Regions from separate parts of the Mus musculus genome. Here regions 1, 3, 4, 5, 6 and 7 are each linked to region 2. A link is a contact called in public HiCAR-type, HiChIP or PLAC-seq and promoter capture Hi-C data. All regions are on one chromosome and are shown on one strand. The core of a region is the stretch at or near the end of the contact, and the rest is flanking DNA. Distances in the headings are between cores, read along the strand shown.

Region 1 (2,700 bases), core at 122-2,621, 1.8 Mb after region 2:
ACTCTTCTTCATTGCCTAAGGAAAAATTCAGTTGTCTGCGGCCTATGTAAGTCCTTAGTTACTACTTTTGTATTAAGCATCTCAGTTTATTAGACTTTATAAAGAAAGAGAGAGAAAGCCAGGAGTGGGACTCTGTTCAACTGTGTATGTATTAGAAGCATTACAGTATAAAGAACATAAACTTTGCATTCAGACAACCTGGATTCAAATCCTGGTTCTATCATTTATTACATGTGTGATCTTTGTTTGCTAAGTATTGGCTACTCTATGGTTCAGTTCCCTCTTTTGCAAAACTGTCACAGAAAATAACACAGAATTTGTATACGACACTTGGCACACAGTAGCTGTTCAATGACAATCTCCGTTAGAGATGCCAAAGTTGAAATTAAGACTAAAGTCGAAAGTGGGGCTTTCTTAATGTTTCCCCATTTCCCGTATCATATACCTGCAAGGGGTTGGAGGTGGTGGTAATTTGAAGTTCTCAAAGGGAATACCTTTCCATGCTGTCGAATTTACTAAAAAAAGGACCTAAATAAGAAACTTTATCTACTCACCACGTAATTATGCAGCACAGGGGCAGCCAAGCAAACAGGAAAAACACGAAGCTAGAGAGGAAGGCATTTGCCTTACCTGCTTTTCCGTTTTCGGGGTGGTTTCTCCACTGTGCCAGACAGTCTACAGACCAAACAAATGAGACCCGTAACTAAGACAACACACCGTTTGCCTTGCCTTGCCTGTGGGGCACTTCATGTACCACCCTCGGGGGGCCACAGGCTGACCACAGGTTGGCTCTGCCTACCCGTGACCTTACAGACACCCCACAGGCAGGGCTTCCTTCCCTCCCACGACCAAGCGCCTGGGACTCACTAGTCCCCGAATGCTCTCGGTTCCCTGCCCCAAACGTTCGGCTCCCCCAACCACCCGCCAGGTCGGCCTCATTGTCTGCCCAGAGCCGCAGGCCCCCCTAGCTCCCCTCAGACACGGCCCCGCCCCTCAGACCCGGTTCCCCGCATTCCTTGGCTCCCCGGTGGGGCGCGCGCCCTCCGCTCTCGCCCAGCGCGCCCTCGCTCGCTGCCCCGAGAGCTGCTCTCCCTTGGCGCCCCCGAGATGCTGAGTGCCTGTACCCCCGCCCCTTCAGGGCTCGGCGCCTAGACACCACCGCCGCCACCCCCAGGCCCGCTCTCTGGGCCCCTCGCCCCTAGCCTCCGCCTCGCCACGTAGCCCACCCCACCTGGGGGCCAGGCGACTCCGCGGCTGCTGGGACTGCCGGGCTCCTCTGACCATCCGGCTCCTGCTCCGCCGCGGGAGATGCTCCGGCGGCCGCAGGGCTCGCTCGGGAAGCTGAAGCGGCGGAGGCTGGAGTAGGCGGAGAGACAGGAGGAGGGCCTTGCGCCCCGGCCAGGCTTGCCGCGGGGCTCGGGCCCGTCCCCTCCTCGCCTCTCCTCGGTTTCTATTGGCCACAACGGCAGGGTATCTAGAAATCCGACCGCTGATTGGGTGCTTAGGCCGTCATGTCCCGCGTGGCCCACCCCGAGGTTTGGTTGAGACTGCAGGTGGCGGCAGAGGTGCCTTAAAGACTGCTAGCAGAGCGAGAGGAGCCCTGAGCGCCTCCGTGTGCCAGAACGGGGACTTACATCTCCGGCGCCAGACACCTGCCTGCAGGTTCTCTTTGGCTGGCATCCTGCATCCCTGACACCTCCCAGACACCTGCTATTTCCTCCGCCTCCGCACTGCTCCAGAACCAAAATCAAGCGCAGCACTTTCTCCAGATATATTCAGAAGTTCGAGGGCAAAGCAGCTCTCTCTCTCATAGTCTTCTGAATCACCTCGAATGCGGCTTAATGTCACCCTTCAAAAGGGACTCGGTCTCAAATTGTAGGGATCAAGCAGTTTGGCTGCAGGAAAGATCCTAAGCTTGGATGCAAGCTTGTAAGAAAGCAGAATTTCTTTAATTACCTCGAAAAAAAAAACAACAACAACAAACAGCATTGCAAAAAGAACCAATTACAATAACCACAAGGAATGTATTCCATTTTGAAAAGCCTAAAAAGAACTGCTTCTTGTATAAGCTAGCCATTCTGTGCCATTCCAGATGATTAAAAAATCTAACCAGCTAATCATTTTTGGTATAAAATTTCACTGCATTTTTTGACAGACCTAAGCATGCAAAACATTACATGCATAAGCATGTAAATACAATTAATACTAGTAATCTTTTCTATTCTGCTCTAACAAAAAGCTATCTTTGAAAATATAGCAGATGTATATGTAATGCACCCGAAGAATTTAATTCTTAAGATCTATGCAAATCTGTCTGGCAGATTCTAAGTTCATTCCTTCCATTTGGGAGAAGGCATAAAACTTTCTCTTGGGCCATTTTCATTTTATTAGAACACATTTTGTTAAAACACACACCAACAATGTAGTGGCAGATATATGGCTCAGCAGAGTAAAAGGTGCTTGCTGTTCAAGCCTGATGTTGTGGCTTGTCCTCAAACCCAGAGGAACGCTTTCGATGACTCTCTGACCTCCACATGCACATGACACACACACCTGCACACACACAGCACACAATAGCAAATAAAATGCATGAGACGTATCTCACAAATCTCCACAAGTGGATAGTATCCCAAATATTGAGATAACTACTTTTTCACAAATGTATTTGGTGCAAGGGGTTCTCCTTTATTCCTACATGAT
Region 2 (2,700 bases), core at 191-2,690:
TGGAAAATAGCCTTTAATAGGATAGAATAGTCTCTGGGTTTTCAAGAACTGACTGTGTTAGTAAACAATTTAAGTAAACAATTTAACATGGATATTGATGTCAGATCAGTGATGTAGTTTTTTAACCACATAAAAGGTAAAAACAGGAATCTACAAACTATTCTTAATGAGTCCAAGTCTTAGGCTGTGTATACAAGTTAACCACAAAGAGACTAGACCCACCAACTAGAACATTCGTTTCTTTCCTTCTGTCAAATAATATCACTTTAGTGTGCCATTATTAGCTTTCTCTGGTTAACTCCAAGTTTTTACTGGAACTTTAAAGCCTGACTACTAAAAATGACAGGAAGATTTGTAAAACACTTTTAACACTTTATTCGGGATATAAAGTCAACTCTAATTACAGTGGGTCAAGATGAGAAGAAATTCCTTAGGGTCCTAAGGTTAGGAGGACAGTGGGATTAAAAAGAACCGAGGTGGAGCTTAAACAAAAATCTAAACAGGTTGAGAATCACTGAATTTGAATACTTAATGTCTGTGATTACTTTAGACTATTTTGGTCTGAAGGCTGTGTCTGCCAGTATCTTAAAAACTCTGGTGATTTCAAGGATGGAAATGACAGCTACCCTTATCTCCTTCCTAACGACAGAAAAGTACAGCTGTTTCTCTTAGAAACAAAGATGCTTTCTACCATTCTCCTAAGATGGTGGAAGAGTCTCCTTATGAGGCTCCCCCAAGGAAAATAATAAGAAAGGGGGAAAGAAAACTATAGCAGAATTCCCTGGCTGTGCTTCATGCCATCGCTCCTAGTCACATCCCCTGGTCCAGCCATCTCCCTCCAGGGAGGTTAAGCCCTCCCTGGGCATTGTTTAGCCAGGGTCCCTATTTACAACACTCAGATCGCCTCCATCCCAGCGCTGTGGTCTCGGTAAGCCCAAGGGCTGAAAAGAAAACGCTAAGACAGGACCTGATCTCGGGGACCTTTTCGAAAGCCCCTCTTCCTACATGGGTTAAGCAAAGAAGGAAGCCGGCCTCTGTTCGGGTGGGATCCTCAGTGGTCAGAGGCGTCCCTTCAGCCGGTGCTGGAGAAAGGTGGCCATCTGAGCGTTTCGCTTCGCATCAAAAAGCCCTACCAGAGCGAGGGGCCTCTCTGTCGTGTCAGGTGCGGCCCGCGACTCCCAACCCTCGGGGTACCGGCGGCCACCGTGCACAGGCCGCCGGGCAGAGACAGCTCCCCGCCCCACCTCTGAGGACCCGGCAGCCGGGCCAGGGCCCCAGCCGCATCTTGCCCGCCCCCGCCCTACCTGAGGGGCCCGGGCGGGGTCGCTAAGGGCCGCTCCCGGGGGCCCCGCGACGGCGCGGCTCGGCGACGGAGGCGCCTCGTCTCGCCGGGGCAGAGCTCGGCGGCGGTTTCAGGGCCTCAAACTCCATCGGGAGCTACAGGGACAGCCCCGTTGGCGGCGGCGAAGGCCGCGACGGGGCCTCCTCCTCCTCCCTCCCTCCGCCTCCTCCTCCTCCTTCTCCTCCTCCTCCTCACCACGGAGGCGGACCTGGAGGGATCCCGATTTAGCTCTCGCGAGAAGATACTGTTCACTTCACGCGAGATTACGCAAGCCCGGGAGTTGGGGCAGAAGGGAAGCGTAGTGGCCCGGCCACCAGAACTGCGCATCAGTTTCCCTCTGAAGAAGAAAGCCACCCTCGTCACATGACAAAGGAACCCCAGAGTACTGTGGGAGATGATGCGAGGACTAGGCAAGACGAAGGGCCTTATGGGAAACTCCCTGCACATCTAAGCCTTGACCAGGAGGCTTGCAAGATTGAGCCAACGTTAAATTTATCATCCATAGAGCAGAACCTGCTTCATCTATGTTACAGTCTACTTTACTCTCTTTGTAGTGAGATACTAACCAGATTAGCAAATAATTCTCCAGTTTACAAAAACCAGGACCAAAGTGAAAACGTTTGGCAAACCCACCTACCTCATCTAAAATCCCAGATGCCTCAAAAGTGAGAAGGATCAAATTTTACAAGTTTTGGAATTATAACTCAATATTTGTTAGAGGACTTATGGCAACCTGTAAGGTAGGAATTATGAAGAAAGACTGAAAATAAGGATGAGAAAAGCAACAATTATAAACAAATATGCCAGGCTGTATGATAACTGATATTTTAAAAGCATTTTAGTTTTATAGTTAATTTATCAAAGTAATCCTAAAAGGTTAATATTGTGAATCTATGCTAATGATGTGCAACTGAATGTGAAACAAAATGTTCAGCAACATCCATGATAATAATCTGTATGTAAGTTAGAATATGGAAATTTCTCTAATGAAGCTTTAAATATACATGAGTTATAATCCAGATGTGGGGCTGGCGAGATGGCTCAGTGGTTAAAAGCACCGACTGTTCTTCTGAAGTTCCTGAATTCAAATCCCAGCAACCACACCGTGGCTCACATCTGATGCCCTCTTCTGGAGTGTCTGAAGACAGCTACAGTGTACTTACATATAATAAATAAATAAATCTTTAAAAAAAAATGCAGATGTGATGGTGCATCCCTGTGAACCCAGCAATTGAAAGGTCCAGGCAGAATCATAGACTGAACTGCTTACAACTGCAGCTCCAGTGACACAAAGCTTCTGGCAAGTGTGACAAGATCGGCTTTTTAGTTTTTGCATTTTGTTTTTTTTTGTGAAAGAT
Region 3 (2,700 bases), core at 75-2,574, 1.7 Mb before region 2:
CTTTGTTTTCGGAATCAGAAGTCTAAGAGGCAAGCTTGCTTCAGTGCTGGGTAAAGGGTGTAGAGGGCTTGCTGTACTTATCTAAGGTCCTGAGGCTAGTACAAAAGAACTGCCAGCCTCACAGCTCTTAAGTCCTCTGGTGGACACAGCCTATTGAGGACTGGCTGGCATCTCCTCTCGGCTGGGTTGGGTAGGCTGTTCTCTTAACCATGGGTAAGAACTACTGAGTGTCCAAGAGAGCACGACACATAGAGTCCTGCAGCATCTCTAGGTCCCTGGCACTGATGACACAGATGTGCAAGTGAAGCCTTCATGTGGGCCTGGCCACTGCTGAACTAGGCCAGAGGTAGAGGTTGTTAGACCCAAATCCTTGCCCATGACCATTGTCTCTGTAGCTCCTGAAGGGCAGACCTCTCATAGACAGCCCAAGTGCCAAATACACACATTCATTGAGCACCTATTGCATACCCATTGAGCACCTACTGCACGCCGTGTACCGTGCCAGGTGCTGGGATAATAACTCTGGCAGGGCACTTCATGCTTCCCACGGCTCCTCTGGATCTCATTAGGAGGTTGAATCTCTCCAATTGGATATTTATTTTCTTGTTTTCCAAGTAAGGAGACTGAAATAGAGAGGAGAGTGGCTTTGAGGTGACACCCGCAGCCACCAGCAAGGAACCAAGCCCATCCTGAGCCTTGACCTCTCCCTGGGTTGAGGGTATACTCTGGGGACTCGCAGCTGTTTCTTCCCAAAACTACATGCTGAGATGGAGTTTCAGGAAGCCAGGCCCACAGAGAATCCGTATCCAGGAGAGCAGGACTCCTGGGGCCACAGGAAGCACCTGCCTGGTCCTTGTCTCCACCCAGCAGGAATTGGTTGTTGGGGACAATTGTCTGTGTTTGGGGCAAGTCTGAGGTAGAAGAACAAAGAGAACCGCCTCTGCCAATGCAGCTCTGACCTTGAAAACCCCGTGGAGCTTCATTTAGTGGAAAGAAAGAGGGAAGAATTGGTTACCAGCTTCAAAGCAGGGCAGGCGTCCTGCAAGCAGCATCGGTGGAAACCTTGCCTTTGTGAGTTCTTGCTGTTGAATTCTCTTTTTCAGCTTGACAGAAGTCCTGGGGATCTTTGTTTGGCTTGGCCAGAGTTGCAGAGATGCCAGGATCACTGCTAACCTTGCCTGGACACTCCAAAGGCCTAGCCTTTAAACAAAGGTCATACAGTGAATGATCTCAGAGACCTACACACAGGCTGAACGTTACCAACTCATATGTCCTGCTGTCAGAGTACCCACCTGTGGGAGGGGCCTAGGATCGAAGTGAATCAGTTTGTACTGGCTGGGGGCAGGGCTTTGCAAGGAAGCAGTGTTGCAATCAGGATATCCTGGGCGGGTAAAGCTGGGGCTGACCTTATTTATCTGCCGTTTTAGTCTTTATCCACACACATTGGCAGGTCTTTGCTGTGTGTCAGAACCCACTGTGACCCTAGGAGAGGGTTGGTATGTTGTGGGCCCTGCTTTGCCCATGTGACATAGGAACCCTAGCTGAGGCGCTTCACAGCTGTGGTGACAATTTCAACAGTTTGTAGGGTTGTGTCCTTCTGGGGTCAGAGATGGCTGCTGGGCTTTGGTGGCAGAACTTTGGGCATGGAAGAGAAAGTTCTAAACTTGGTTTTTGTGACATTTGAAAATTTCGCATCTTTAAATGTTGGCAATTGATTCAAAATTTAAAAATGTCATATACTGTGTGGTTAAACAAAACATGAATGTTGACCAAATACAGCCTGCCCTCCAGTAAGAATCCTTTATGGTATGGTTGGCTGGAGTCCAGGAGGCTAGACGGCACCAGGCCAGGCCTTCTCGTAGAGGGGCAGGGCAGAAACAACGGAACCCGCTACCGTTTATTTAGTAGACTGTGCTTGCCCGGCTGTGAGCTGGCTTGGTCCCAGTGGTGTGCAGTGCCACCCTGAGAGCTTCTAGCCATGTTCACTGCCCCCTGGGTACTTCCCCAGCCTTACTACATAAATGCCCCTTTGGCCAGACAAGGGCCCAGAGAAGAAAAGTGGCTTAAGAGACTCCCTGGTGATACCTGTATCTTGCTCTTAGGCAGTGGTGCAGCTACACAGCTGTGGGATGATACTGTCCACACATGTGACCTTGCTGCTGTTAGCACCTGCCAACAGGGCAGGGCAGGCCCTTCCTGTGCTGCTAAGGAGAGCCTTCTCAGGGACCTTGTGCCCCGTGCTCTCCACCTTCCATTGTAGGTTCCTGCTTCTCAGAGCCTAGATCACCTCTGGCCTGGCTAAGGCCTGTCCGGGCCTGTAGGCATAACTTTCCCTTTTGTCTTTCTCCATTGGTTGTCACACTTTCTGTAATCTGTGTTTGATTTACAGAAGATCACCTGGTGCCTGGTCCTTCAGACTGTCCTCCAGGCTTAAGAAACTAATTATTCCTATAGTGTATGCGAAGCCTTAGGGCTAGAGTCAGAGGCAGCTGACCCTCAAGGCATCAGACTACAGACTATAAGTCATCAACAAATTCCCTTACTATATAGAGACTACCCATAAGTTCTGTGACTGCAGAGAACCCTGACTAATACATTGGTGGAACCCCTACAGCCAGGTTTTCATCCTCAGTGTGCGGAAGCAGGAGGAGAATGGAGAGCACCCCACCACTGCCCCTGTATGGCCTTGAAGGGTCTACT
Region 4 (2,700 bases), core at 66-2,565, 2.0 Mb before region 2:
GTCGTTTTCTTGCCATGGTGGGAGATGCTGAATAGAAAGTGAGCAACCAGGTTGTGGTGGCATACGCCTTTAATCCCAGCACTTGGGAGGCAGAGGCAGGGGAATTTCTGAGTTCGAGGCCAGCCTGGTCTGCAGAATGAGTTCCAGGACAGCCAGGGCTACACAGAGAAACCCTGTCTCAAAACAAAACAAAACAAAACAAAACAAAACAAAACCACACACTCCAAACAAACAAACAGGAAGCACACAAGCCTTAGAGGCTGGCTGGAGTGCATTCCAACCTCAGATTCAATCCAAACCCTGAGCACCCATAAACCAGTGACTTGGCTTCTCCCAACTTTGATTTCCTTCTCTATAAATCCAGCCAACAGTGCCAAGCTTATCCTGTTAGGCTGGGGAACCTAAGAGACCCATGTACACTAAAAGTTTCACCAAGACCCAGAAGTGCACAGGGAATAAAACCCATGGTCAGCCCCTGGCTCAGAAGTGTCAGAAACCGGGCAAATGGCTGCTCAGAGTCAGTATGGCCAGTGCAAGGCGGCCTTTCCTGCTCTGTGACTGAGAAAGCTTCCGGTAAAGTTTAGCCACAGGGGGCCATTGACAGTAATCAATTGATCTCCCGCCTTCTGATCTCAGGCATTCCACTGAAAACTGACCCTAATCACAGGGAATGGGGACAGGAGGCCTCCCCAAAACATCCTCTTGGGGCGTTCCTAACACAGAAAGTAGAAATAAAAGAATCGGTTCTATGTAGTAAGATCACAGGAGCAGGAGCCAGGGTCTCCAGGTACCCCTCCTAGGCCATTTGGGGCCTGCGCCAATACTCAAAGTCCCTGGAACCAGGTAATCCCAAGTGAAGTGTTCAGCCCTGCATTTAGTCACCAGACACCTGTTACTTGCAAAAGATAGCTTGGACCCGCACGCGGCTCCCATCAGGAAGAAGCAACTACTCCCAAAAATAACTGTAAGGAAGCACTATCAAAAGGCAGAGACTCCCGTAGTCCTGATGCCCCAATCCCTGGACAACCCGAGCCATGGCGAGCCCCCTCGCCTTTGCCTACCCAGAGCCTGAGAGCGCGAGGTCTTCAGCAGAATCGGTACTTCTCATTCCAAGAAGAGTCTACAAGGGAAGGTGTCAGCCAGCTAAGAAAAGGCAGGGCTAGGGCTCCACCCAGAATCTCCAGCCTCCTAAGACACACCTATCTACCTCCGGGCGAATGAAAGAGGCAGTCAGATCTGTTCTGGGGCCGATAGTGGCCCAGACAAGCAAAACTACAAAAATAAGAGTCCCTGGGGTCCTTCCTGAGGGAGGAGCTAGTGGCGTTGACATCCCCGCCCTCCTAGCCTCTTCCTGGCCCCCGCAGCAAGGAGGACAGCACTCTCTCCAGTCTCTGTTCTCTCTCCTCCGCGCCCCCCCCCCACAACATTATTTCCCGCTTTGCTGTTTCTTGGATGATTTTCAAGAGTTTGTGCAATCGCATATGTATGAAAATGCCATAATGAAACACAGTACTTTGCATGCAAAATAAATATAAAATAATAAAACGTTTGTGTGTGTGTTTTGTTGAGAGGTTCCCCTGCCATCTTCAAACACTTGATGGTGTCTCCTTGCAGTGGGAACGAGGTGGTTTGAAAAGTTGTGACGAGATTACCTCCCATCACCCAACACAGCAAAGTTAGTGCCTGAGACTTTGCCCAGGCTTGATTTTGGCTTGGTCCTTCCTTCACTGTTAGGAGTCTGTCTGTCTCTCAAATTCGAGTGTCTCTCACTTTGCCCCTACCTGCACCCCTTTTCCATCTTGTCCATAAGAAGAGCCAACCCGCCCTGTCCTAACTACAGTAGGAAAAGACACCTCCTGCTTTCTACACTCACTGGTTAGTACCGGTGGTCCCAGGATCTGATCTGCCCTACTCGCCCTGCCCTGCCCTGCCCTGCCCTGTGCTGCCCTGTGCTGCCCTGAATATCAGCTATTCGGATAGCGAGGGAAGGTGGCGGGAGACCCCAGTAAGCAAACAGATGCAGCGACACTGTTCAGGGTGGGACAGAGCCTAGAGTTCAGAAGTGGATACAGAGGAAATGATCGAGTGACCAGGACAAAAGCAAGGACCGAGGTAGGGCTGGGCCGGAATAGCGGCGCTCCCGCTCGCCCACACCTCCTCCCCACTGAAGCCCTCGCGTGGCTTCAGTGTCAGACGCCCGGCGGGACCCACCTGATCCGCAAAAGCAGGCCGGGTGTGTGTTGTCTGCTGCGCTGGAGACGGGACCACGCGGGCGGGCGGGCGGGCGGGCGGCGCCCTGCGCTGTAGGAGACCCGGCCGCTGCTCTGTCCGGGTGTGTCGGGTGGGGTGCGCGCCTCTGGCCCCTGCAGAGCTCGGCGGCCTAGGGCGCAGGCAAGTGGCGTGCGCCGACCCGAGGAGTGGGAGCCTAGAGAGTCCACTCCCACCCCCACCCCCAACACAACGTCCGGCGTGATGCACGTGTGATGCATCGGGTGTCCCTCACTTTACCCCAACCTGCACCTCTTTCCCATCTGTGGGAGGAGTGATGTTTCATCTCCACTCAGGCAGAAAAAAGCCTGAAACCAGCAAAAAAAAAAAAAAAAGAAAAGAAAAAGAAAAAGAAAAGAAATCGCTCACGGCCGCCTGTGTCTTCTGACCTGCCCATGGTGATAGGGGCTGCAGAGGAGGAACTACGGGTGT
Region 5 (2,700 bases), core at 15-2,514, 1.8 Mb after region 2:
ACACAACCAACACTTGAGGTCTTAAACATTTTGCATACTTGTTGGCTGATTTAAATATAAACTTCATGTACTAGATGAGACAAGAAAACAGACACAGAGCAAAATCTTCACAAGAGAAATAAAATTCGTTAGGAAAAAGGCAATTTTTTTCTTGAAAAAATTGTTTTAAGCCTGTGGCTTAAAAATATTACAAAAACAGCATGAAAAAAAAATTCAAATGATCGAGAGTGACTGACTACATAGCAAATCAAAGTTAACGGAATAAAACAGACATTAGCAACCATCGGATAAACACCAACGTGGTCCTAAGCACTAGTTTTTGCAGAAACAAAATACGGTTGATAACAGTGGTACACCAACGGCTTACTTCTTTACTGCATTAACTTAGCCTGAACTGAGTAAGACCTCCTTTGGAAAACCAAGAAAACGACACCTTGAGTTACAGGGGAACAGCTCAGAGGTCATAAAAACATTTGAACTTATTGATAAGCAACTGCTTATTCACTTAAATAGCTCAACAACGGGCTAAGAAATGAGATCCACATCCAAATCATCAGAAGAAAACTACCACTCCTAAGAAGCAATTTAGGGGAGTGGTGAAGCTGAGGCGACTTGTCATTCTCTCCCATTATGGTCGCATCGATCCCGCCCACCGGCTTCCACCTCTCAGGGACTTAAACACACCGCGGCCGCGTCCCTGGAGCAGACAGCGGCTCCTGTTACCTCTGCTGGGAGGACCCCATCCCGGGAGCACTACCCGCTCGGCCCGGCTCCGTCTCCGGGAGGCCGAGCGAGTTAGAGTGAGAGTCTTTAAGCTCGGAGTCCCGTGAGGGTCAGGGGATCGTGACATCCCCCGGGATCTCCCCTCAAAGAACTGGACAGCATTCGGGGGATCCGGGCTCCCCTGGTTCTCCGCGTCACGCCGCCTCGGACCCGGTCCTCTCGCACCGCGGAGCGCCCTCCGCCGCGCCAGGATCGGGCGCCCGGTAGGGATCCCGCCGAGGGAGAAGGGCGGGCCGGCGGGAGCCCCGCAGCCGGAAGGGGCTTGCCTCGCAAGCTGGACGGCCTCCGGCCCGGCTCACCTTCAGGTCGTTCTCGGGAAGGTACTTGCACTGCCGCGCTATCTCCACATACTTGTCCAGATCCAGCGGCGCCATTTTAGGAAGAACAAGCCGCGGCGACAGCAGCGGCAGCGGCTGTAGTAGCGGAGGCAGCGGCGGAGGCCGAATCCGGAACCCTCCTTACGTCACGTCCGATCCGTGAGTGGCGTCTGCGAAGCGACGTAAAAGCCTGACCCGTTCCGCTCTCTCTCTCAGGCGGAATTCCGGGCCACGGATCTATCTCCAAGAGAACCCGGAGGTCCTTTTGATAAAACCTACTGGGACCCGTAGCTCTCTGCCGCGGGGCGTGCTGGGATTTGTAGTTTTAGTAAAATGCTCTTCCTTTCCTATCCTTGGCAACAGACTTCACCTCAAATGAGGCTTTTTCTAAGGAAGACCATGAAGTGGTTAACTAAGAATTCCCTGGCTCTCACTCCTACCCTGTAAAGTATCTTCAGTTAAAGTTAAGAGTTACTGTTACCGCCTTTCCAGGACTACTGAAGACCTGGCCTAGACAACATTTGAAACAAACTTAACACCACCGGTTCTCTGGCTGGGGGGTGGGGTGGGTGGTGGGTGGGGGAAGAAACAAACAATAAAGCATTTCTTATGCCACATTCTGTACAAATACTGGCACTTTTTTTTTCTCCTGTTCAATTCTTGTAAGACTGTAAGAATGCAAAGTTTGCATGTGTTATTTGCCCCAAAATCTCAAAGGAAACAGAAAAGATGGATCCTAGACTGAAAAACAGGCTACTGACTTAATCCGGTGAGTTCCAGGAGGGGGCCGGAAAGGTTTTTTTTTTTTTTTTGTCGTATCCCAGTGCCAAGAACAGTTCTTGACACCTACTATAGCTTTAACATTGGTCCATTTGACAACTCTATATTGAATAGCAACAAAGTACAGATACACTTATAGGCAGTTAGAATAACCAATGGCTGCAATAGACAAAAATCTCTATCCTTGGGGCTGGAAAGAGTGCTCATTAGTTAAGAGCACTAGCTGTTCTTCCAGAGGATCCAAGTTCTATTACTAGCATCTACGTGGCTGCTTTCAAGTCCAGTTACGGGAGATCAGACACCTTCTTCTGGGCACTGTGTGCATGTGGTACAGAAATATATTTGCAGTCAAAATAAATAAAATAATAAAAAATAATGTATTAAAAAATCTGTCCTCAACTTGCAATTTAATTCTGTTAGAGATAACCGACAAATATAATAAATTACTCAGAGCATGTTAGAAAGTGATAATTTAAGGAAAACATTCCAGCATAGTAAGGAGGATGGGTTGACACAGGATTCAGAATTAACCTGACCATAGTGTACCACATATTTGACCACAGCAGTGATGAGGCAGCTGGATAACTGTGAGTTCTAGGATAGCCTAGTCTATGTAGCATGTTGCAGGTCAACCAGAAGACCTTGTCTCAAAAAAAAAAAAAAAAACACAACAACAACAAAAACACAGCAAAGTTGGGAAGGTGGGAAGTTGTATGGAAGATATCTGATGCATTTCTAAGCTTATTTGGAGCTTTTGTGGAAGAGCCATACCATAGTGGCTGGAGCTCAGAGGAAGAAATGAATACATAGATTTATTTTC
Region 6 (2,700 bases), core at 34-2,533, 1.6 Mb after region 2:
GGAAGGCTGCATAGTGAGATCTTGTCTCAAAAACAAAACAGGCCGGGTGGTGGTGGCTCACGACTTTAATCCCAGCCCTTGGGAGGCAGAGGCAGGCGGATTTCTGAGTTCGAGGCCAGCCTGGTTTACAGAGAGAGTTCGAAGACAGCAGCCAGGGCTACACAGAGAAACCCTGTCTCGAAAAACCAAAACAACAACAACAACAACAACAACAACAACAAAAAACCAAACAAAAACCAAAACAAAACAAAATAAAGCAAACTCCTACTGTTCTGTTTCAACCTTATCTTTTCACGTCTGTGCAGGATACACTCTGTTGTAAGATGACAGATGACGCCTTACCACTTCAGGTTAGCCATTAAGCCTATGAAATCCTTCAAAACTTTACCCCCAATATCTGTAAACCACTGTACTCACCTGTCTTATCTACTATATTTAAAAGAGTATGGAGGTCAAAGTCACTGCCCTGTGTAAAAACAAAGATAAAATAGGTTGGATATTTCAAGTGCCGGATGAAAACGTTCAGCGGGAGAGGGACAAAAGAAGGGGGGGGGGGCAGGGCTGAATAAGTGGGCAAATACACCTGGCCACTATTGTACTACTGTCAGTGAGACGCTCCTCAGTCCCAGTGGGCAGCCTAAGAATTTCCACCTTTAAGCAGAAAGAATTTCTTCTAGCACTGGTGCCAACACTCATGTCTCCCTAGGAGTTCTGAGCAAAACATCTCGAATTAGTTGCCGGCTTCCCAGTGACAATATTTAGTTTTCAGCCGATTCTCACAGCTGGTCAGGCTTGTGGTCTGGTCCCTGAGCCCTTACTCGCACTAAGTTGCTAGAACGACAGCAAAGTTCTGACAGATGGTTACGGTTCAGAGGTGCAGGTCACCGCGTTTTGGATCCCACTCCCTCTGGCTCGCTCTGGAGGCGCAGCCCTACTAGGGCTGTCAACCAAGGGAGGGGCTCAACCTCTGTTTGACAGTAGGGAGACTGCGCCCCTGAAAAGAGTGGCGGCTTGGCTTAGGTCGCGCAGGGCAGCTCCAGACCCCCAGGCCAAGGGGGCAGCCTTCGCCCCGAGTCCCCTGGCACCGTCCCCAGCCCTGGGTTGGGGTCCATTGTGTCCCCACCTCGCGGTAGAGCGCCGGAGGCCATGGGAGAGAGGGAGGCCTACTTGCGTCCAGGGACTCCAGTAGTGCACTTGCTGTGTGGGAGCAGCCACGCCTCCGCGGACTCTCGAGGGCGCTTGGCCCCCACCTCAGGCCGACGAGCCGAGCACCGACCCGGAACCGCACGTTTGCCGCGCGCCGGAAGTGGCAGCGCGTCGGCTTGGTTCTCAGCGCGCGCATGCGCCCGTGTGCGATTCAGCGGCGCGCAAGCGGGGGTGCTTGTGCCGTTGGGCTGAAACGGCTACCGGGCGCGGGCACCTCTACCTGTGTTGGCCGGCCACTGACACGTCAGCGAGAGGCACCGCAATCTGGCCGCCCTGGATCGGCACCTTCCCTTCTGAAGAGGGAGGAGCCCCGTGGCGTGCGGTACCCCAGGGCCAGCTTTGGGGCTACAGGAAAGTCTATGCTCAAAAAAACGACACCGGGCACCTCTCAATCCGAGTTGCTGTCGATCATGTTTCATACAACTGAAAGAAGTTTCTAGAACCTTTTATCCTAGTTCTGCCCAAGTAAGATTTTCGTATTTCTCAAGTTTCAAGCTACGCATTGTACATTATAGCAACTTCAGTCCTGCCCTAGAAGCAACCCCAGCCTGTTTTGTTGATTCCATCTATTCCAGTTTCCTCTTGTCCCAGTTGTAGCAACCAGTTAGGGAGAAAACAAATACTTTATAAACAGTAATCTCAATCTACAAAATAGTTATACGCGTTAATCTGTAACTCAAGACAGCTAAAGCGCCTAAGATTTACCCCAAACAAGGAAACAACTGTCAATACTAAAGAAATACACAAAACTTTAAGCAAATAATGTTTATTTTTATATTGATGATACACTTAATATATACGTGATTCAAGATACAAAATTCATTTACAAGAGTTCACACTAGATGAATGTATACACATTCCTAGAGAATATTTATCAATGCAAAATTCTTTATTACACTGACCACAAAAAACAAAAAAAACCCCACAGATATTCTGTAATCTTGTTATTTAACAAACATCAAAACAACGTTTTATTTTCCATCCTAGTATTTATGTGCCCTCAAAGTGACAGGCACTGTGTAACAGTTAAGAATATTGGAACGCCTATGGAATCTGCTCTGTAGAATCACAGTGTTTACTCTGAAATTCATGTAGTGAAGAAGTGAAAGGCTCTAATTGTTTATGACAAATCACATACACAAGAGTTAAGTGATCAACTCAAGAAAATAAATGTTCAAGAACTTGACAATTCCTAAGGTCTATAAAATGTTTACTGTAACAGACAAAACCAGAAAATGACTGTTGGAAAAGAACAAAAGCAAATTAAAATCCTTAAGAGAATGTATGGTTTAAGCAATTTAGAAACACCACAGACAAGACTTTTACAAATGTTCAAGTCAAATGATACAATAGAATTTTCCCCTTAGTCACTGTGGTAAAGTCTCTTCAAAATTGACCAGTAACACATAAAATTTGTGAATCTAAACAATCTACTGCATATCAGAGCTGACTGACAGGTTTATTTGAAAGTATTAACTCACAATACCCAAATTT
Region 7 (2,763 bases), core at 25-2,524, 1.9 Mb before region 2:
TTATGTGAGTGTGCTATCTTCAGACACACCAGAAGAGGGCATCAGATCCCATTACAGAGGTTATGAGCCACCATGTGGTTGTTGGGATTTGAACTCAGGACCTCTGGAAGAGCAGTCAGTGCTCCTAACCGCTGAGCCATCTCTCCAACCCCTCATGTGGTGATTTTCACATTTCCTTCTTGTACCTAAGCTATCATTAGTACACTCTGGTATGGAAACAGACAAGATGATTCACTGGGTAAAGACATGGGCCTACATGTCTCATGTCCTGGCTCCAATCTCCAGGAATCGTGTGGTAAACAAATGAAAAAGATTCTTGAGAGTTGTCCTCTGGCTTCCACACATGCTGTGGCACGCACATATCACACACACAAAATAAATAAGAAAAAAACTTAAAAGACAGTCTAGAATGGTTAGGCATCGTGGTTCATGCCTATGATCCTAACGTTTTGGGGGGGCAGGTATGCAGAAGCAGGAGGGTCACCCTAAGCTCGAGGTTAATCAGAGCTCTGTGGGAAGACCCTGTCTCAGAACAAACAAGTTGAGAAAAGACACTGCATTGATAGAGCTTGCTCCCCTGAGGCCTGCTGCTTACTTCCCATGTACCACCCCCCCTCCCCCCCGCCCCTCTAGGTGAGTATCTCTGCAACGGCCAGCAGCAGAGAAGTGATGGTTAGCACTTGCCTCTAGCCATGGAAAGATGGAAAGAACATCATGGCAAACTTAGAACTATCCTCAGGAAGCAGAGGAAACTGCGGCTGGCCATGTTTGATGTGCAGTGGATTAGGCTAGCCCACTCATTGTGCAGTGGACCAGGCTAGCCCAGATGCCTGTCCTGTTCTCCTACGAACTCTTCCAGGACCAGTTTCTTTCTGAGGATGTTTCCCAGGCTGCAAGCTCCTTTGGAAAGTCACCAGAGTCCCCCCAAAAGGACCTCTTGGATCATACTGTCTGTGACTACCCAGGGGTGACATCAGTTATAAAGCACAGCCTTCCCAAATGAATGCTTGGGATGCTCTCAAATGTCACAAGAAGAAGGGGGGAATGGCTACGAGCTTACTTATGTTCGCTTCGGGCAGCTGTGTTTTGCAGGCCCTCTGTGGGGTGTTTTCTGCAGTCCTGAGGGAAAAAGGCTTTGACTTATTCCAGCACAAAACAGCTATTTATAGCCACCAAGCGTGGGAAATGCTGGGCGTGGGACACTTGGTCGACAACCCAGTAAGAATCAGGCTTACAGAAACAGGCCACAGAGACCTGGAGAACACTTGGCAAAGCCTGTGGCCACATGGACTCTGGCCACCCACAGGCATGGACTAGGTACCTTGGAACAAGTTGCAGAGCTGTCCTGACCTCAAATCCCAATGTGTAAAAGAACAGAAATTCCTGCCACATGTGGTTTAAGTAAAGAACAAATGAGATAGTGTAAAAAGAGGATGTTCAGTAATGTCGTGGGTGCTCCGTCTCCATGACTTCTGAGCCCACGGCTTCTCCATTCCTGGATTCAGCCACCCCCCCAGAGCAAATATATTACAAACACCAGAATCACACTGCAGCCACATGTGCAACGATAGCCCCTCTGTAGTGAGCATGGACCAATTTTTTTTTTTTAACCAGGATTTCCTAGACAATACATTTAGTCTCTTAACCCTTTCCTTGTGTTAGGAGTCAAAAGTAAGCTTAAATTATGATTTAAGTAAACAGGGGTGAGGGAAATGCTCAACTTCTGTGGCTGTTTGCCATCTCATCTAAGGGACTGACACACCCACTACTGTTGGCATTCCAGGGAATCCTGGAACCATGGATCTGTGACTGTTGCTGTTATCTACAGTCGATAGGTGAGAAGACTGAGCGGGGGTGGGAGAGGAAGTAGGGAGAGTGACCTTCTCTGACCCCATCTGTTACACAGGTTGATTCTTAGAACCGTGACAGCATTCGCTCCACACACACCCCACCCCCACTCCCCATAGATAAGTACGTTAGCCAGGAAGCAGAAGAACATCTGAGACCCTCAAGCTAGAGTTATAGGCACTTAGGGAACTGAACCCAGGGCCTCCGTATGAGCAGCAAGTGCTCTTAATTGCTGAGACATCTCTCCAGCCTCATCTTTTTACTTAAAAAAAAAAATGTCTTATCTATTCATGTGTGTGTGTGTGTGTGTATGCATGCACACGTGCACGCCCCCCACCCCCAGGTCAGAAGTCAACAGCATCTTCTTCAATTCCAGCATCTTCTTCAATTGCTCTCTGAAGGGCTGGCTCGATAGCAGGCCTGAGCATAGCAAACATGGTGTCTACAGGCTTTTACTTTTCTCTCTCCCTAAAACTGTTAGATTACATTCCTAAAGCTACCCTGGATGAGACAGGCTGACTCCATGACCGGCTTCAAATTGGCAGTTCAGGAGATTAGGCCTAAAAGCCCAGGCTTCAGGCAGCTAGTCAGAAACTGCCCTGCCATCAGAAACTGCCCCACCACCTGACCTGAAGCAAGGGCAATGGGTCAGCAGTTTCCAGGTGGCCTCCACACCCCGGTAATGGAATGTCCTCAGAGATAGCGTAAAACACTTACCCTGGGATTCTCCTAGGGTGCTTTAAATCAGGCCTGCATGCTCACTTCAGAGTCTCTATCTTGGTAATAGGAGACTCCAGCAGGCAGGACTTCTGCAGAATAAAACCCTCTTTGCGTTTATACACTATTTGAGTTCAGTTCATTCCTGAGACAAAACACTAAGGACCAGCAATCAAAATTCATTATTTGGCTAACATG

What was found. Promoter capture Hi-C pulls out the DNA fragments that hold promoters and counts their contacts. HiCAR-type assays count read pairs that join an accessible place to other places. HiChIP or PLAC-seq counts read pairs in DNA pulled down with a chosen protein or histone mark. Capture Hi-C pulls out chosen DNA fragments and counts their contacts.
Region 1: a contact with region 2 is called in an H3K4me3 HiChIP or PLAC-seq map of embryonic limb bud, with 5 times the contacts expected there. The contact joins the promoter of Scai here to the promoter of Rc3h2 in region 2. A contact is called at or near these places in 3 of 39 promoter capture datasets (cranial neural crest, hippocampal neurons and liver), 2 of 115 datasets of contacts at active chromatin or transcription factors (astrocytes and embryonic limb bud) and 3 of 9 other capture datasets (adipose tissue, liver and macrophages).
Region 3: an H3K27ac HiChIP or PLAC-seq map of embryonic stem cells shows a contact between it and region 2, with 4 times the contacts expected there. The contact joins the enhancer-like site here to the promoter of Rc3h2 in region 2. A contact is called at or near these places in 2 of 115 datasets of contacts at active chromatin or transcription factors (both in embryonic stem cells).
Region 4: a contact with region 2 is called in an H3K27ac HiChIP or PLAC-seq map of embryonic stem cells, with 4 times the contacts expected there. The contact joins the promoter of Ggta1 here to the promoter of Rc3h2 in region 2. A contact is called at or near these places in 3 of 39 promoter capture datasets (the 3T3-L1 cell line, the C10 cell line and embryonic stem cells) and 3 of 115 datasets of contacts at active chromatin or transcription factors (embryonic stem cells, large pre-B cells and pancreatic cancer cells).
Region 5: a contact with region 2 is called in a promoter capture Hi-C map of liver, with 5 times the contacts expected there. The contact joins the promoter of Ppp6c here to the promoter of Rc3h2 in region 2. A contact is called at or near these places in 6 of 39 promoter capture datasets (cranial neural crest, hematopoietic stem and progenitor cells, hippocampal neurons and 2 more), 2 of 484 Hi-C or Micro-C datasets (CD8 T cells and regulatory T cells), 3 of 115 datasets of contacts at active chromatin or transcription factors (astrocytes, differentiating embryonic stem cells and regulatory T cells) and 3 of 9 other capture datasets (adipose tissue, liver and pancreatic islet).
Region 6: a HiCAR-type map of astrocytes shows a contact between it and region 2, with 4 times the contacts expected there. The contact joins the promoter of Golga1 here to the promoter of Rc3h2 in region 2. A contact is called at or near these places in 6 of 39 promoter capture datasets (the 3T3-L1 cell line, cranial neural crest, frontonasal cranial neural crest and 2 more), 2 of 484 Hi-C or Micro-C datasets (CD8 T cells and LSK cells), 3 of 115 datasets of contacts at active chromatin or transcription factors (astrocytes, cardiomyocytes and thymic regulatory T cells) and 2 of 9 other capture datasets (adipose tissue and liver).
Region 7: a contact with region 2 is called in a promoter capture Hi-C map of the 3T3-L1 cell line, with 10 times the contacts expected there. The contact joins the enhancer-like site here to the promoter of Rc3h2 in region 2. A contact is called at or near these places in 1 of 39 promoter capture datasets (the 3T3-L1 cell line), 1 of 484 Hi-C or Micro-C datasets (B cells) and 3 of 115 datasets of contacts at active chromatin or transcription factors (acute myeloid leukemia, embryonic stem cells and large pre-B cells).

Annotation. Positions count from the first base shown.
Region 1 is chr2:39,189,359-39,192,058 of GRCm38.p6, forward strand. Scai (suppressor of cancer cell invasion) reads right to left here and starts at 1,372. Exons shown (of 18, transcript NM_178778.3): 1 at 1,232-1,372; 2 at 631-675. The coding sequence starts at 1,284.
Region 2 is chr2:37,421,463-37,424,162 of GRCm38.p6, forward strand. Rc3h2 (ring finger and CCCH-type zinc finger domains 2) reads right to left here and starts at 1,441. Exons shown (of 22, transcript NM_001100591.1): 1 at 1,305-1,441.
Region 3 is chr2:35,679,132-35,681,831 of GRCm38.p6, forward strand. The region is part of intron 3 of Dab2ip (disabled 2 interacting protein); the gene reads left to right. Among named protein-coding and RNA genes, the nearest start is that of Dab2ip, 59 kb to the left of the region's middle. Within about 2 kb of position 1,325, at least 195 of the 459 cell types and tissues checked have an H3K27ac peak or open chromatin away from gene starts, as enhancers often do. A contact at or near this core is called in embryonic stem cells, where this site is marked.
Region 4 is chr2:35,460,134-35,462,833 of GRCm38.p6, forward strand. It overlaps Ggta1 (glycoprotein galactosyltransferase alpha 1, 3), which reads right to left and starts at 1,316. Exons shown (of 8, transcript NM_001145821.2): 1 at 1,062-1,316.
Region 5 is chr2:39,225,085-39,227,784 of GRCm38.p6, forward strand. It overlaps Ppp6c (protein phosphatase 6, catalytic subunit), which reads right to left and starts at 1,265. Exons shown (of 7, transcript NM_024209.3): 1 at 1,083-1,265. The coding sequence starts at 1,157.
Region 6 is chr2:39,064,258-39,066,957 of GRCm38.p6, forward strand. Golga1 (golgi autoantigen, golgin subfamily a, 1) reads right to left here and starts at 1,284. Exons shown (of 23, transcript NM_029793.2): 1 at 1,124-1,284; 2 at 418-466. Scai (suppressor of cancer cell invasion) reads right to left here. Exons shown (of 18, transcript NM_178778.3): 18 at 1,957-2,700.
Region 7 is chr2:35,507,602-35,510,364 of GRCm38.p6, forward strand. No RefSeq gene overlaps it. Among named protein-coding and RNA genes, the nearest start is that of Gm35260, 4.1 kb to the left of the region's middle. Within about 2 kb of position 1,275, at least 102 of the 459 cell types and tissues checked have an H3K27ac peak or open chromatin away from gene starts, as enhancers often do. A contact at or near this core is called in B cells and embryonic stem cells, where this site is marked.